Regions from separate parts of the Mus musculus genome. Here regions 1 and 3 are each linked to region 2. Evidence: chromatin contacts called from public ChIA-PET and Hi-C data. All regions are on one chromosome and are shown on one strand. The core of a region is the stretch at or near the end of the contact, and the rest is flanking DNA. Distances in the headings are between cores, read along the strand shown. Region 1 has its middle 29 kb from the start of 4632427E13Rik. Region 2 holds the start of Ccdc90b (coiled-coil domain containing 90B). Region 3 overlaps Dlg2 (discs large MAGUK scaffold protein 2).

Region 1 (4,669 bases), core at 1,451-3,950, 150 kb before region 2:
TCCCTTCCCTTCCCTTCCCTTCCCTTCCCTTCCCTTCCCTTCCCTTCCCTTCCCTTCCCTTCCCTTCCCCCCTTCCCTTCCCTTCCCTTCCCTTCCCTTCCCTTCCCTTCCCTTCCCTTCCCTTCCCTTCCCTTCCCTTCCCTTCCCTTCCCTTCTCTTTTCTTTTCTTTTCTTTTCTTTTCTCTCTTTTTTGGTAGATACTCCCTATAGCCCAGGCTAGCCATTAACTATGTAACTTTGAATTGGCTCCAACTTATAATTATCCTGCTTCAGTCATAACTGTGCCTTTTAATACCCTACTTTAACCTGCCATCAGATTGGACATGGAATATATACATAGAAAAGGTAAAAACCCGGAAATATATTGTGAGGACTGGGTGTGGCAGCAATCCCAAGAAAGCGCCAGGGACTGCAGCTAAGTCTTATGACTTGCACCTGACTTCCTCATACACCTGAAAATAAGCCACAACCATCGTGAGAGCTGTGCAGGTGCACCAGGATACTGGTGAATCCATTTTGGTGGAGACATGCCCCTGCTGCCCTGATTAGCTGAAGCTGCATGCCTGGTGAGGTGACGTGGCCTGCTGTGAGAGGATGAGGGCTAAGAGTATATAAGAGTGAGAGGCCCGGGTTAGAGAGAGAGAACAAGTTGAGAGAGAAAAACTTGAAGTGAGAGAGATGAAGACGGAAGTTTGCTGAATAAACTGCTGTTAGAAGGACTGGTGGTCGTGTCGTTCTTGCTGGTCGAGAGCGGACGCGACAATATATAATTCAGTGAATGATCACAAAATAAAAATGGTCACAACTACTACTAAGTTCAAGAACTATAACTCCATGCTGTCCCCAAGTACCTTGACTCCTTTGCCTATGACACTCCTATGGGAGTGTGGCTCCCAGTTAGTTTATGCCCCAGCACCACATGACAAAGAAAAATTGTAGGCTGGAGAGATGGTTGAGAGGTTAAGACTGTGCACTGCTCTTGCAGAGGACCTGAGCATGCTTCCCAGCACCCACATCAGGCAGCTCACATCTGCCAGTAACCCCAGTTCCAGGGGATCGGCTTCTCTTCTAGCCTCTGAGAGCCCTTCCACTCACATGTGCATATGTCCACACAGATACACACATAAGCACATAACCTTTAAAATAAATCTTTTAAAACTGGTAACTACCATACTGAATTTCATAATGACTTTATGTTTTACAGTATGAAAGAGACCAAGCACTTGAAAAATAAAGACAGGCAGATCACTGCAAATTTAAGGTCAGCCTGGACTACATAGAGAATTCCAGGCCAGCCAGGGCTACATAGCGAGACATTGTGTGTACACCTAGAAATGAACCACTATAGTTTAGTTTTAGCTTATTTGTACACTGTAACAGTGAAATAATAGATACATTATTTTGAGTTTGATGTTGTTAGCACATGAAGTTTATTTCTTCATTGTATAGAGTTCTGTTATAAAGATATTAATTTAGTTATTCATTTTATTGTATGTTAATGTTTAGGTTTTCTCACTTGTGAAAAATGCTGAATGCTGTTATAATTGTACTTTTATAAACTTTATTATGAAAAGAACCTTGAAAATAAATACAAACATCACAGACACACAAATCAACCAGACCCAAAGTCTACACAAACCAATAAGCTCTGTACAGTTAAAATAAGAAGCTAGGGGTTGGAGAGATGGCTCAGTCCTGGCTACCCCTACACAGGTTCTTGCTGTATAACTAGGGTGGCCTACAGCTTACTATGTAGACCAGGCTAGCCTTGAACTCACAGAGATCTGCCTGTCTCTACTTCCTGAGTGCTGGGAACAAAGGCATGTGTCACCATGCCTGGTCAGTTCAAAGTATTTTTAGAAGTCCAAAACCTCCCAAATGACTGCTCAGATTTTCATTGTGTGTGTCTCTATGCCTGGCCCCTTTCCTTCGTTTCATCTTTCTGCGAGGCCATTTGAATGGGCATGCAGAGACGTTTATGTTTTAATATTTCCCAGAGGACTGCCGCTTTTTTGGCCATTTAATTATCCTCTTTTGTAAGGTGCCCACCAAGACTTTTGAACAATTGTAAAACTGAATGTTTCTGCTTTTTTTTTTGGCCATTTAATTATCCTCTTTTGTAAGGTGCCCACCAAGACTTTTGAACAATTGTAAAACTGAATGTTTCTGCTTTCTCATTAATTTGTGGCTGTTTTCCCTCTATCTGAGGTAGGAGGTAGCAGATGGTGTGTGTTGCATGTATATCTAATTCTCTGGGATGCCTTTTTTTCTATGTTTATTGCTTCTGTAGATGAGTAGATGTTTTTCTTTTGTGTGGGGTCAGATTCCTGAATCTTTTGTGCCTTGCTTTTCTGGATTGGACTTGGATCTTTTCCCCTGTTTCACTGTGGGTATTCCCATTTGGAATATCTTACGTCTTAGATCTTTCTACCTTCCAATTTATGAGTAGAATGTACTTACAATTGAAGTTTATATTGTCTTTTTTTCTTCAGAATGTGAAAAATTAATGTTCCTGAACCAGTAACTCAAGACTGACAGTCCTAAAGCACCATGTTTGAAGAAATCAGAGGTTCAACACAGCATTTCATCTCTGGACACAGTATTTTCTAGTCTACTGCTCAACCTTCTGTCCCTGCACTGTGACCAAACTGATTTAATGACTGTGCTTTATCCTAAACCACAGTATTTGGTAGACCAGCCCACTTCCTGCTTTCTAACTGGTTTCGCTACTTTAATCGTCTCTCTATCTCTGTAAAATTTAAAACCAGTGTATTACAGTATCAAACAAAGTGAAACTTTCTGATTTGGAATTGAATTGCACTGTACCTATAGTTTGGGTGAACTGACAACTGTAAGGTGATTTCATCTTATGCCCAGCGATATAGTATAGACCTTTCCTTTATTTGATTTTTCTTCAATTTCTTTCCAAGAAAAAGTTTGTGTTTGAAACTTTTGACGCTATTCTTTCTCTTCTGCTCCCTTCCTTCTTCACTCTGCCCACTGAGCTAGCTTCCTATGTTTTCATTTCTGTCTTTTAGTTTCTCTTATTTATTCCACTAAGAGTTTAAAGCAGGAGGGATAGCTGAGCTAATCACACTATTAAGCCATTGTATTGACTACAAAGTAGAATCAAGATACCTTTAGAAGACCAGTCCTAATCCAGTTCACTTGATGACAGCGTCTTGGGCTAGGAGAATGACAGACATGGAGGGAAGTGTGTAGACTGGGGCTGTATCCTGGGATAAATATGGTCAAATATTATGCTAAACATCTGCAAACATATCAAACATACACCCTGTATATGATCAAGTGTCTCCTCCAAACTTGTACAGTCTGAGGTTTATTCCCACTTAGAGTAGCAGGCAGCTCACTCCTCCTGCGCAGCCTACTTGATTTATTCTGTTCACTGCACAAATGTTGCTCTTTGTAGGTCCCTGGGCGAGACCTTGCTTAGGAGAACTGATCCAGACGCAGTCCCTTCTCTGGAAGCCTAGAGAAACGCTTGCCTCATACAGAGTCCCTTCTCGGAGACTCCGTCCTCTAGTCTTTGAGAACAAGACTGCTCTCTCCTTGGATATTTGCACAGATTAGCAGGCTTCAGGGAAGCCCTCTTCTGCTTTGCTCTCTATTTCTTTCTCTTCGTTAACCCGGTATAAACTTCTCTGTCTCTATCTTCCTTTCTTTCTACCTTCCTCCTCTCTTTTTAAACTCAAGGGCTCTTGATAATCCAAGGTACCCTCCAGACCATGCTCCTCCTGGCCCTCCTATGGAATGACAGCTTCACTACTCTGGACTCAAGTTCCTTTATTGTTATGGTCCAGATCTGACAAACTTGAAGTAAGTTGTGTGTGTGTGTGTGTGTGTGTGTGTGTGTGTGTGTGTGTGTTGACCTTGTAGCCCAGGCTGGCCTCAAACTTACTGTGTAGCAAAAGCCAGCCTTGAATTCCTGATCCAAGTATTCAACTTATGGTTGTTAGCTCCATACCAAGTTTATTTTTTCAAAAGTTATCATGTCATTTCTGTACTGTTCTTTATAAACCAATTCCTAGGGGAAAGGTGCTTGTTTATTTATAGTTGACTATTCTTGCTAATATTTGCATTTGGCCCTAGTGGTTTGTTTTTTTAAACTGTCTTCTTTAGGGACTGTATAAATCAAGTGTCTAATTAGCTTTGGGAACAAAATACTAAGCAGCCATGCAACCAATTACCTTGCTGGGTTCAGCAGACACTAAATGGTTACAATGAAGGTATTTATTTATTCACAGAAAATACAAAGGATAAAAAATAACAACACATATGGAAAGAAACTGTCAATTTGATGATTATTAACAGTAAAATAGAAACAAGCATGATTTCTTCCAAACGGACAATGAGACAGAGACACACATGCGACTGTAACATCAGTCCCAAATAATCAGGATGTTTTCTTTCAACAGTACTCTTTGAGAGTCATGTACATATGTGCTCACAGTCCCCATCCTATTTAACAGGCAATATATTTAATGAAGATGCTGTATTCTCAGAGAGGCATTTTGGAGTAGCATTTGAATATGTCTATTTTTTACAGTGTTTAAAGTTTTAATACAATTCTATATGTTTCCACAAATGAGCTGCAGGCTAATGACAGGAGGAAGGAGAGTGTGGGGCTTGGTTTGCGTCCATAAAGACA
Region 2 (4,708 bases), core at 1,893-4,392:
ATGTATGTCACTTGTGAGCATGGCTGTGGAAGCTACAGGGGTGCTGGATCCCCTGGAGCTGGAGTTACAGGCATTTACAAGTGCTGCCTGAGATGGATGCTGGGAACCAAAGTCAGGTCTTCTAAAAGTGTCCTTAACTGCTGAGCCATCTCTCCATCCCATTTCTTTATGTGACTTTATTTCTCTGATGTGGGCGTTGATAAGTCTCTGGCACCAGGACTTTGAGTGGGGAAAGTATCTGTTTCATTTCTCTGAAAGGCTTTTGAATATTCTCAATAAGCTATTATCACTGGTCTGATTGTGACATGAGCAATTTGATTCATAAGCACTCCTTAAGAGTCTATTTGATACCAGGCAGTGGTGGTACATGCCTTTCATCCCAGCAGAGAGGCAGTCAGATCTCTGAGTGTTTGAGGCCAGCTTAGGTGACAGAGCCAAGTTCCAGGACAGCCAGGGTTATACAGAGAAACCCTTTTTTGAAAAACAAAACAAGAGTACATTTGACATCTATACAAAACCCTACATACATCATTTTAATTTTTTCAAACTAATCTTGTATGTTTACAGTGAGATAGCAAATTCAAAATTAAAAGACTTAACAATTTACAAAATTTCTACTATAGATCTCTGGACTATCTTGTAGAAAATGACTCTTTTGGAAAAGGCCAAAATTTACTTTTTAAAAAGGCATATAAAATAGAGTTCACTAAATCTAATTATTAATTTATTGGCCGTTTTTAGAACTGAACCACTTCAAAGACATAACTGGTAAGTTTTCTTATTTGTATATTTGTATGTGGATGTATGTATGTGGGTGTGTGCATGTAGAAGTATGTGTGGAGGTCAGAGGTCAGCTTTCAGGACTTGGCTCTCTTCTTCCATCACATGAGTCCCAGGACCAAACCCAGCTCATCAGGCTTGGCAATAATACCTCTGCCTGCAGACTTATCTCGCCTGGTACCAGCTTGTTATTTTTCTATAAAAATTCAAAGAATTAAAGCATATATTCTCAGGGAGTAGGTGGTGGTACATGCCTTTAATCCCAACACTCGGGAGGTGGAGACAGGTGGATCTCTGTGAGTTCAAGGCCAGCCCGCTCTTCAGCTCAAGGACAGCTAAGATTACACAGTGAAACTCATTTCAAACTAACAACTCCAAAGAACATATTCTTACATTATAGTCTAGTGGCATAATGTATATGTTGCTTCAGAGAATCTTGGCAAATTAAATGAACTAACAAAAATGCTTCCTCTCCACCTGAGGACTGATTCAGTACTTCTGGTCATAAGGCTTGGCAATCTGTACTTAGAAGAATCAATCATCTGTAGTGTTTCTGATGTACTGCTAAGTGTGGATAGTAACAAATGAAGACTGCAGCACCATCGACAAAAACGTAGACAAATCACGGCTTCCTCTGCATCTCACCATCTACTTGAAAATAACTATACTGTGGTATTTCCATGGGATAAGGACCAACTTTCAAATTTGCTAGACTATTGACATTTGTCTATAGTAAGCAGTAAATACTTGTTACACTGAACAGGGACACAAACCATGCACTAATTTTAAGGGGAGACAAGATTTCCTCAAGAGTAACCAGACTTCAAGTGGAATAACTTGAAAATTGTACCAAAATATTAACATTTTTCTGGGGTGTTATATTTTTGGTAAAAGTACACAGATAAGTTGAGATTTGAATTATTTCATCAGATTCAAAACAATGCTACCCCTTTGTGTGTGAGGGCACACATACCTAAGGAGAGAACAGAGGAGGTCTTTGTATCCTGCTCTGTCATGCCCTTCCTAAGTCTTTGATAGGGCAGCTTTTATTGAACCTGGAAGTGGCTGGGGGTTCAACTTTGTGTTGTTATGCTTGTGTGCAGCACAAGTTTCTACCAGTGGACCCACCTCGCCACCCTTTTCTGAAAAGTCCACCAGAATGTGTATTTATAATAACTACCTAAATATGGATTCAAAGATGTGACTAATTCTAGCAGCTAAACAGTAGCCTTGCAAGGGCAGCCTTGATTGAAAGTCAGCGGAACAAATACAATTAAATAACAGGGTGAAAACAAAACAGTGGCAAACAACAAAACCACACAAGTGTGGAGGGCGGAGAAGTGTTTTTGGGTACTGAATAACTCAGTTTATCATCATACACAGATCCAGGAAGAACGAAATGTGGAGGTTGGGATGCCTTTTACGGCGGAAAAACTGAAAAGCACAAGTATAAAAAAAAGCCTTGGAAATAGTTCTCAGAGTAAAGTAAGATATTCTCCAGGATATACAGACTAACAAAGTGTTTGGAAACGCATAGGTTCCAGGACACTTAAAAAACAAAACAAAACCCTACTATGTGATTTGTAAATCAGAACACCCGCAAACTACCTAAGAGTTCATAAATGGAGACGGAACCCCGCCCCGCGCCCCCACCAACTCAAGCCGAGAGGAGGCGCAGGTCCGCAGGGGCTGGGTCTAGGAGGAAGGAAGCCCTCCAGCCAGACCCTGTCTGGAACGCCCAAGACCCACCATCCCCGGAGCTCGCGGGTGGCTCTGCGCGGGTGGGCGGGGCCCTGCAGGGGGTGTGTCACTCTCGCGGACGCCTGAGCGGGCACACCCGCCCGAACCTTCTCCCTGAGCGAGTCTTCGTCTCACCTCTCCGCAGGGCGGGTGACAGACGCCCATGAGGAGTTGAAGTCCAGCGGATTCCGCCGCCGTCAGGGCGCAGGAACCGCCAAATCCAGCGGCTCCTCATAGTCTCGGAGCCCCGCAGGTCAGCAAGGGGAAGCGGAATACGCGTTGATTTTCGCTGAGGCTTTCGGACAATGAAGTCCTCTCACCATCAGGATGCTGGGAAATGTAGTTTCCGGTCTGTCACCAAAGCACCTACTTGAGAGGTTTTTCTTCTACAAAGCTAGGCCTCTTCACAGAGCCACACTTAACACGACTCAGAGCTTATCCCCCTAGCACATCGCCCTTTTCCCATCTCTTCCCGCCTTTACCGCCCTAAGAAAGCGGGGTCTTGGAGAACCTTCTGGCGCCCATTTGCGGGCGGCGAGTTAGTCCCGCAGCAAGCTTCCCAGACCGAATCCAGCGTAGCAGCATAGCATCATGGGACCCGCAGTCCTTGCTGCTGAGGATTGTGGGGATGAGACCGCGTTGTAGCATCGACCAGTGCCCGTGGAAGTCCAAAGCGTATCACACACTTGCAGTTTCGCGTCTCTCTGCTTGGCCCTCTGGTGCACTGGAGGACCAACTGTTTTAGGCCTTTTCTTCAGGGAAACGAAAATTCTCCATTTCCTGGGTCGGCATTGTTCATGATTTAACATTCTCCAACTTCAGTTACCAAAGTCATTGCCCCACCTGGTAAAACCTTGAAAGCAATGTACTAACTAGTCTGTCGCTTACCCAGATTGCAACTTTGTGGGAATCAGCTACCCACCAGCCACCATTTCAAGCACTGAAGCTCATTAAAAACAAAACTTGGTTCCCACCAGCAAGCACTTTAGTAGATTACACATAGAAGGAAATTAAAATGATTCTGTCGTGGGTACTAGGGACAGAGACAGGAGAGACAGTTCTCCTGGGCTGCCAGGTGGGTCCCTGGTATTCAAGCGAAGCACTCTAGACTTTAAAATATTTTCCAATTTCATTTTCAGAAATATCTGAATGCCAGCTAGGTTTAAAGATTAATAATTCGAAGAACAAAGAAAGAATTCCAACAACAATTTAAGTTCTTACTGTACAGGATTTTTTTCCCAGGCTATGTGGGGATTATAAGGATTTCTGCTCTCCAAGTGAAAGACCCACAACATGAGGACTCCCCCACGTTCTGACTCAGGAGAGGCGACACCCCAAATCACGCATGAGAAACGGTCTTGCTGCAAACTGCAAGAGGACTTTTAATTCAAGAGTGCTCTCGGGACCACAGTAATACACCACGCAGGGGTAGAGGTCCCTGGCGCCCCAAGTAGCTGGGTAAGGGGGTATTTAAAGGAAGAAACCACAACTCAAGGAAGTGGGGAAGGCATTGTTGGAAAATACCAAAGATACCAGTTAAGAGTCAAAAGGAAGTGCAAAGTCACAAGAGTCACAAGGAATACCTGGTAATTGTTCGGGTTATCTCTCAAGACAGTTTCTAAGAGCCCCTAACAATGGCACATTTGCATAGCGGGTTCCAGCAATGGTCAGGGGGGGGGGGTCAGGGTAACTTTCTTTGAATGAACACTCTTTGAACCCAGGAAGCGGTGGGTAGAGGAATGTCTGTTTTATGACTAGCATACCTTGGAGCATTGAGTCACATTCCCAAGCCTGGGCCTAAAGGCCCAGAATTTTGCTTTTATATTTTTTCACAAGAACTTGTAATAGAAAAACAGGAGAAGGTAGAGAATAAGGAAACAGTAATATCTTAGTATCATGTAAGTTTTTAAACAATTAATCTTCTAGTCCAGCTGAGAGTGGGATGTTGGCCATATTTGCAATAGCCAAGCTATAGAGAAAGCCTAGGTGCCCATCAACAAATGAATAAGAATTATTATGTGTACAATGGAGTTTTATTTAGTTATAAAGAAAATCAAGGGCAGGAGAGGTGGCTCAGCCATTAAGAGCATTGACTACTCTTCCAGAGGTCCTGAGTTCAGTTCCCAGAAACCACATGGTGGCTCACAACCGTTTGTAATGGGATCCGATGCTCTTTTCTGGTGTGTCT
Region 3 (4,374 bases), core at 1,150-3,649, 240 kb after region 2:
TCCCACTGCCTGCTAACTGTTGAGCTGCTCTAAGCGGTGGGAAGTTTCTCTGGGCTGCTCTTGAGTCTCTTGTTATAAGGAAGTCAGAGATCAGGCTAGAGAACAGACCACATTACCGACCGGCCGGCAGGGTAGATGCTAAATACTGTGCTGTGAGTTAGGGGTTTGTTAATGTTCAGCAATGTGACATTTCATGGCGGTCAGCACAGGCAGCGTCAATCCCTGGTAGACACACACAGGGCACAGCACTTGCTATCACTGTGCTGTGCTTTACCAGCCTGTGAGCGCTTAGCTGAAGAAGCAGGCTCTGAGGAGTGATATCACTGCAGCGACCGCAGCCTTGCAGACTCATTCCACAAGAGTGCCAGTGGCAGGGCGCTTCATTCCACTTAAAGAAAGGGCTGCCCTACTTGGAAACCCCAACTACTTCTCTTCATGTACTTAAAGACTTATGCAAACCGGAGACTGACAGAGTTTTAAGCTCTAAATCAATCAATCAATCAATCAATCAATCAATCAATCAATCAATCAAACCAGTTCTCAGTAGAGAAATGTAAAGATCTGCTCTAGTGAGCAGAAAACAAAGGAGCTAGTTCACTTCTATGTCTAGAAGCCTGTAGACACTTCCTGCTTTACTAAAGTAGGGTGTATCCAGAACTTAAACCTATAACCTCACAAAAGGGCAAGAAGGCCCAGAGGTACTGAAGGCCTTTCCAGGACTGCGAGCACCTCTCCTTTTCCTTGATACACTGTTGGTCAGGAACATCAATCGGCCCACCACAGCTGTCTGGCCTCTGTGAGTTCCAGAAGCAGAGCTATTGATGTCCACACACACACACACACACACACACACACACATACACACACACACACACGTCTCATAGTCTCAGAATTCACACATGAAGCCATGTCAGTAAATGCATTCATGCAATATTGTCTAGGGCTCTATGGTACAGACAGTTGGTGTCCAATATTCATTCTTCTCACCTCTGGGTCACCATAACAATTTGGGCAATGCCCTTAGAAAAGTATCTAACTGCCTATTTAAAGCACATATCTAAAATTGTCTAGTTGCTTTAAATATTTACATATAACCTCACAGTATATATCAGAAACAAGTTCATATTTCCTCAAATATGTATGACAATGTTTATAGCAGCTTTAATTACAGTAGGTCCCAGTTGGAAATCATACAAGTGCTTTTCAACAGAACAATACATGGTAGAAGGTGAGAACAAACTCCCTATGTTTGTCCTGTGACCACTTGTGCTGTTGCATATGTTGTACTTATGAAAAAGACTGATAGATCAAGTTGTAAACTAGAGTAGACTAACAAAATGTAAGAAAATATGAAAGGCTCTTAAAACATTATATTTCATCAAATAAACCAGATAGAGATACATGAACAAAAACTGTATAGGCTAATTCACATGATTAGGCCAGTCTGTAGAGTGAAGTTTAGAATAGTGGTTATCCTTCAGAGTCGGGGTAAGGCTATGGATTGGCCCTGGGAATTGGAAAGTTCTGCATGGTGTGATTTTGTAGAAGTACATTTTTACTAAAATCCACTGATCTGTATATTTCATTACGTAATCACACGTCAGCTAAATACATCAGGGCTGCCTTCAGAAATTACATCTGGCTCTAACTCAGCCTGAGGGAGAGTTGGCAATGCTTTCTGTTACAACAGCAGGCTAATAGAAGGAGCGTTTCTTTCTTATTTATAGCTCTATGTTTATAATTTCAAATGTAACACACCAGGTTGGAATTCTGTTATACAACCAAGGGTCACTAATTAGTTCTTTTTTTCTTCTTCAACACAGCTGACTCCTCAACAACTGCAGATAAGAATTCTCTACAAGCTTTCATTCTGAAGCCCCTGGTGTTCAGGGAGTTTCTGCCAACAGAGCAACAGCAAGAGGAGCAGCCAGCACATCCAAAGAGCTCCCTTTAAAGTACACTACTAAGACTAGGCATGGTATGCACGCCTTTAATCCCTCTACTCGGGATGCAGAGGTAGGTGTTAACTGTGCAATAGAGGCCAGCCTTGTCTCCATTGTGAGCTCCAGGCTAGAGCTACAGCTCTAGCTATAGAGTGAGATCTTCTCTTAAAATCAACAGATAAATAAAACAAGAAAATAATGAAGTAGAATATGAAACCTTGGCAAGTTCTCTCTATGTTTCATGCTAATATTTATATCAAATCATAGGAACTAAATCAGAGAAGAAAGTGACCAATGAGAAGCTGGCAAGACGAGTTCTTCCCTTGGTCCAGTGTGTTCCAGGGTATACAGAGCCTAAATTATAAGAACATAGGAAGCATCCTGATCCAGACAGTCCTCAGTCCCAGGCACGTCCTATTACCCCAACACCCAAGTCTCAGAGCGAAGATAAGTGCTTTGTGCCTGACATGCCCCAGCAGGGCCCCAGATACTTCCCTGTCCTTGGCCCAACAGGTTTATTGCTAATGAGAAATCTGGCTCTGCTGCTCTTTCCTGGCTCCCAGTGCAGGCAGAGCAGATGGAGGAGCCTTGGGAGCTGGAGGTGACAGAACGTTGAGCTTTTCCATTAAGCTGGCTTGATTTCTACGCCGCTCAGATGAAATCGTACAAGAAACTACCTTCAGGAAATCATTTAACAGTTGGGATTAAGCCCCTAAGTAGGAACACATTCTCCAATACTGGCAATACTGGGAGTGTCTAAGAAAGAGCACACAAAGCTCTTTGCATACACACTCCATTCTCCCTACTCCCACTTTTATTCTCTGTGCCACCCCTGTGTTGAAAAATACTAGATATTTTAAACGGTTACCAGCACTGGAGTTAAACAAAGCCAAGAAACAAAAGAAGAGAAGCTTGGAAAATAGAAATATAATCCATTTCTATTCCCAAAGAAAGAAAATCCTAGTGAACAAGCTATACTGGCACCACAGGGCATTCTGTTAGATTTTCGTACGTTGACACTACCTCTTATAAGCAATAAAATGAGGTGTTGTTGCCGAGGACTGCCACATGGACCCTGGTTATGTATGTAATGCTCTGTGAGACATGTTGTAAGCTATAAATCATTCAACCCCTAGCAAAGCTGATTCCTTCACAAGAGCTGCTGCTTTCATTGACACTTCAACCCCAGTGTCTTTACAAGGTAGGTGGAAGATAGACAGTTCCACAATCAGAAGGTCCTCTAACCAGATCTGAGCTTTATCTGATTGATTAGGCTTTGTTATGTGTGGGTTATGTGTGAATATGCACATGTGTGTAAGGTGCACTTGCCTGTGCAGATGTGTGTGGTCAAAGGCTGACAGTGACATGATCTATTTAACTGCTTCTCAATCTTCATTCTTGTGACTGGGTCTCTTATTATTCCTGCTTGCAATTTCAGCTACTCTGGTTGGTCAGCAAGACCTCAAAAGCCCCTCCCTTAGCACTGGAGTTACAGGGCTGTGGCACTTTGCTCAACCTTTATGTGTATAAATACACTGAGTCGTCTTCTTGACCCCCATGGGGACATTCCAAACCTGAGAACAGTAGATCCCTAAGACCTGCGTCTCTATTCTTTACAGCTCTCCTAAGATACCAGTTAAGATGACTCAGAGTTAGTAGACCAAAAGAGATTTTAGAGATGGCCTTGTCGTGTTTATATAGTCTTTACTAAAAAGACAGACCGACAGACATATGCAAGCCAGAAATGGAAGAACAGGGTCACAAAGTGCACAGCAACACACCAATCTGCATCAAGACAGGCAGTAGAATATGTCTCCTGTGAGACATGACTGGGAATACAGCAAAAGGAAGTAGGTAAGTCATGCAACCACCAGGACATCTAACTAACACATACAACAAATACAAACACATACACAAATACAACATACACACAAAAACACACATAACACACACTTAAATGCATACTACAGACATACATACATGCACACACACACACACATAAATATACATACACATAACACACATTCTTTTTCTCTTTAACAAGTACATGTACCATATTACAACACAAAACATGCAACAACACTTTACACAATGCACCAAAGAGAAAAAGGTCAAGTAACATATAAAGGCAGGCCTATCAGAGTTACACCAGACTTTTCACCAGAGACTATGAAAGCCAGAAGATCCTGGACAGATGTTATACAGACACTAAGAGAACACTAATGCCAGCCCAGGCTACTATACCCAGCCAAACTTTCAATTACCATAGATGGAGAAACCAAAGTATTCCACCACGAAACCAAATTCACACATTATCTTTCCATGAATCCAGCCCTTCAAAAGATAACAACAACAACAACAACAACAACAACAACAACAAAACCCAATACAAGGACAGAAACCACGTCCTAGAAAAAGTAAGAAAGTAATC

What was found. Hi-C and Micro-C count contacts between places; a contact is called where the count stands out from the background. ChIA-PET counts read pairs in DNA pulled down with a chosen protein or histone mark.
Region 1: an RNA polymerase II ChIA-PET map of memory CD8 T cells shows a contact between it and region 2, with 10 read pairs. The contact joins the enhancer-like site here to the promoter of Ccdc90b in region 2. A contact is called at or near these places in 6 of 39 promoter capture datasets (the 3T3-L1 cell line, 3T3-L1-derived adipocytes, the C10 cell line and 1 more), 3 of 484 Hi-C or Micro-C datasets (the 3T3-L1 cell line and the AML12 cell line), 1 of 115 datasets of contacts at active chromatin or transcription factors (memory CD8 T cells) and 2 of 9 other capture datasets (adipose tissue and liver).
Region 3: a contact with region 2 is called in a Hi-C map of cortical neurons, with 2.5 times the contacts expected there. The contact joins the enhancer-like site here to the promoter of Ccdc90b in region 2. A contact is called at or near these places in 4 of 39 promoter capture datasets (the 3T3-L1 cell line, the C10 cell line and hippocampal neurons), 4 of 484 Hi-C or Micro-C datasets (cerebellum, cortical neurons, granulocyte-monocyte progenitors and 1 more), 2 of 115 datasets of contacts at active chromatin or transcription factors (astrocytes and embryonic limb bud) and 1 of 9 other capture datasets (macrophages).

Annotation. Positions count from the first base shown.
Region 1 is chr7:92,709,817-92,714,485 of GRCm38.p6, reverse strand. No RefSeq gene overlaps it. Among named protein-coding and RNA genes, the nearest start is that of 4632427E13Rik, 29 kb to the left of the region's middle. Within about 2 kb of position 2,700, at least 11 of the 459 cell types and tissues checked have an H3K27ac peak or open chromatin away from gene starts, as enhancers often do. A contact at or near this core is called in memory CD8 T cells, where this site is marked.
Region 2 is chr7:92,559,583-92,564,290 of GRCm38.p6, reverse strand. It overlaps Ccdc90b (coiled-coil domain containing 90B), which reads right to left and starts at 3,142. Exons shown (of 9, transcript NM_025515.3): 1 at 2,656-3,142. The coding sequence starts at 2,755.
Region 3 is chr7:92,314,691-92,319,064 of GRCm38.p6, reverse strand. All of the region lies in intron 14 of Dlg2 (discs large MAGUK scaffold protein 2), which reads right to left. Among named protein-coding and RNA genes, the nearest start is that of 4930567K12Rik, 200 kb to the right of the region's middle. Within about 2 kb of position 2,399, at least 18 of the 459 cell types and tissues checked have an H3K27ac peak or open chromatin away from gene starts, as enhancers often do. A contact at or near this core is called in cerebellum and cortical neurons, where this site is marked.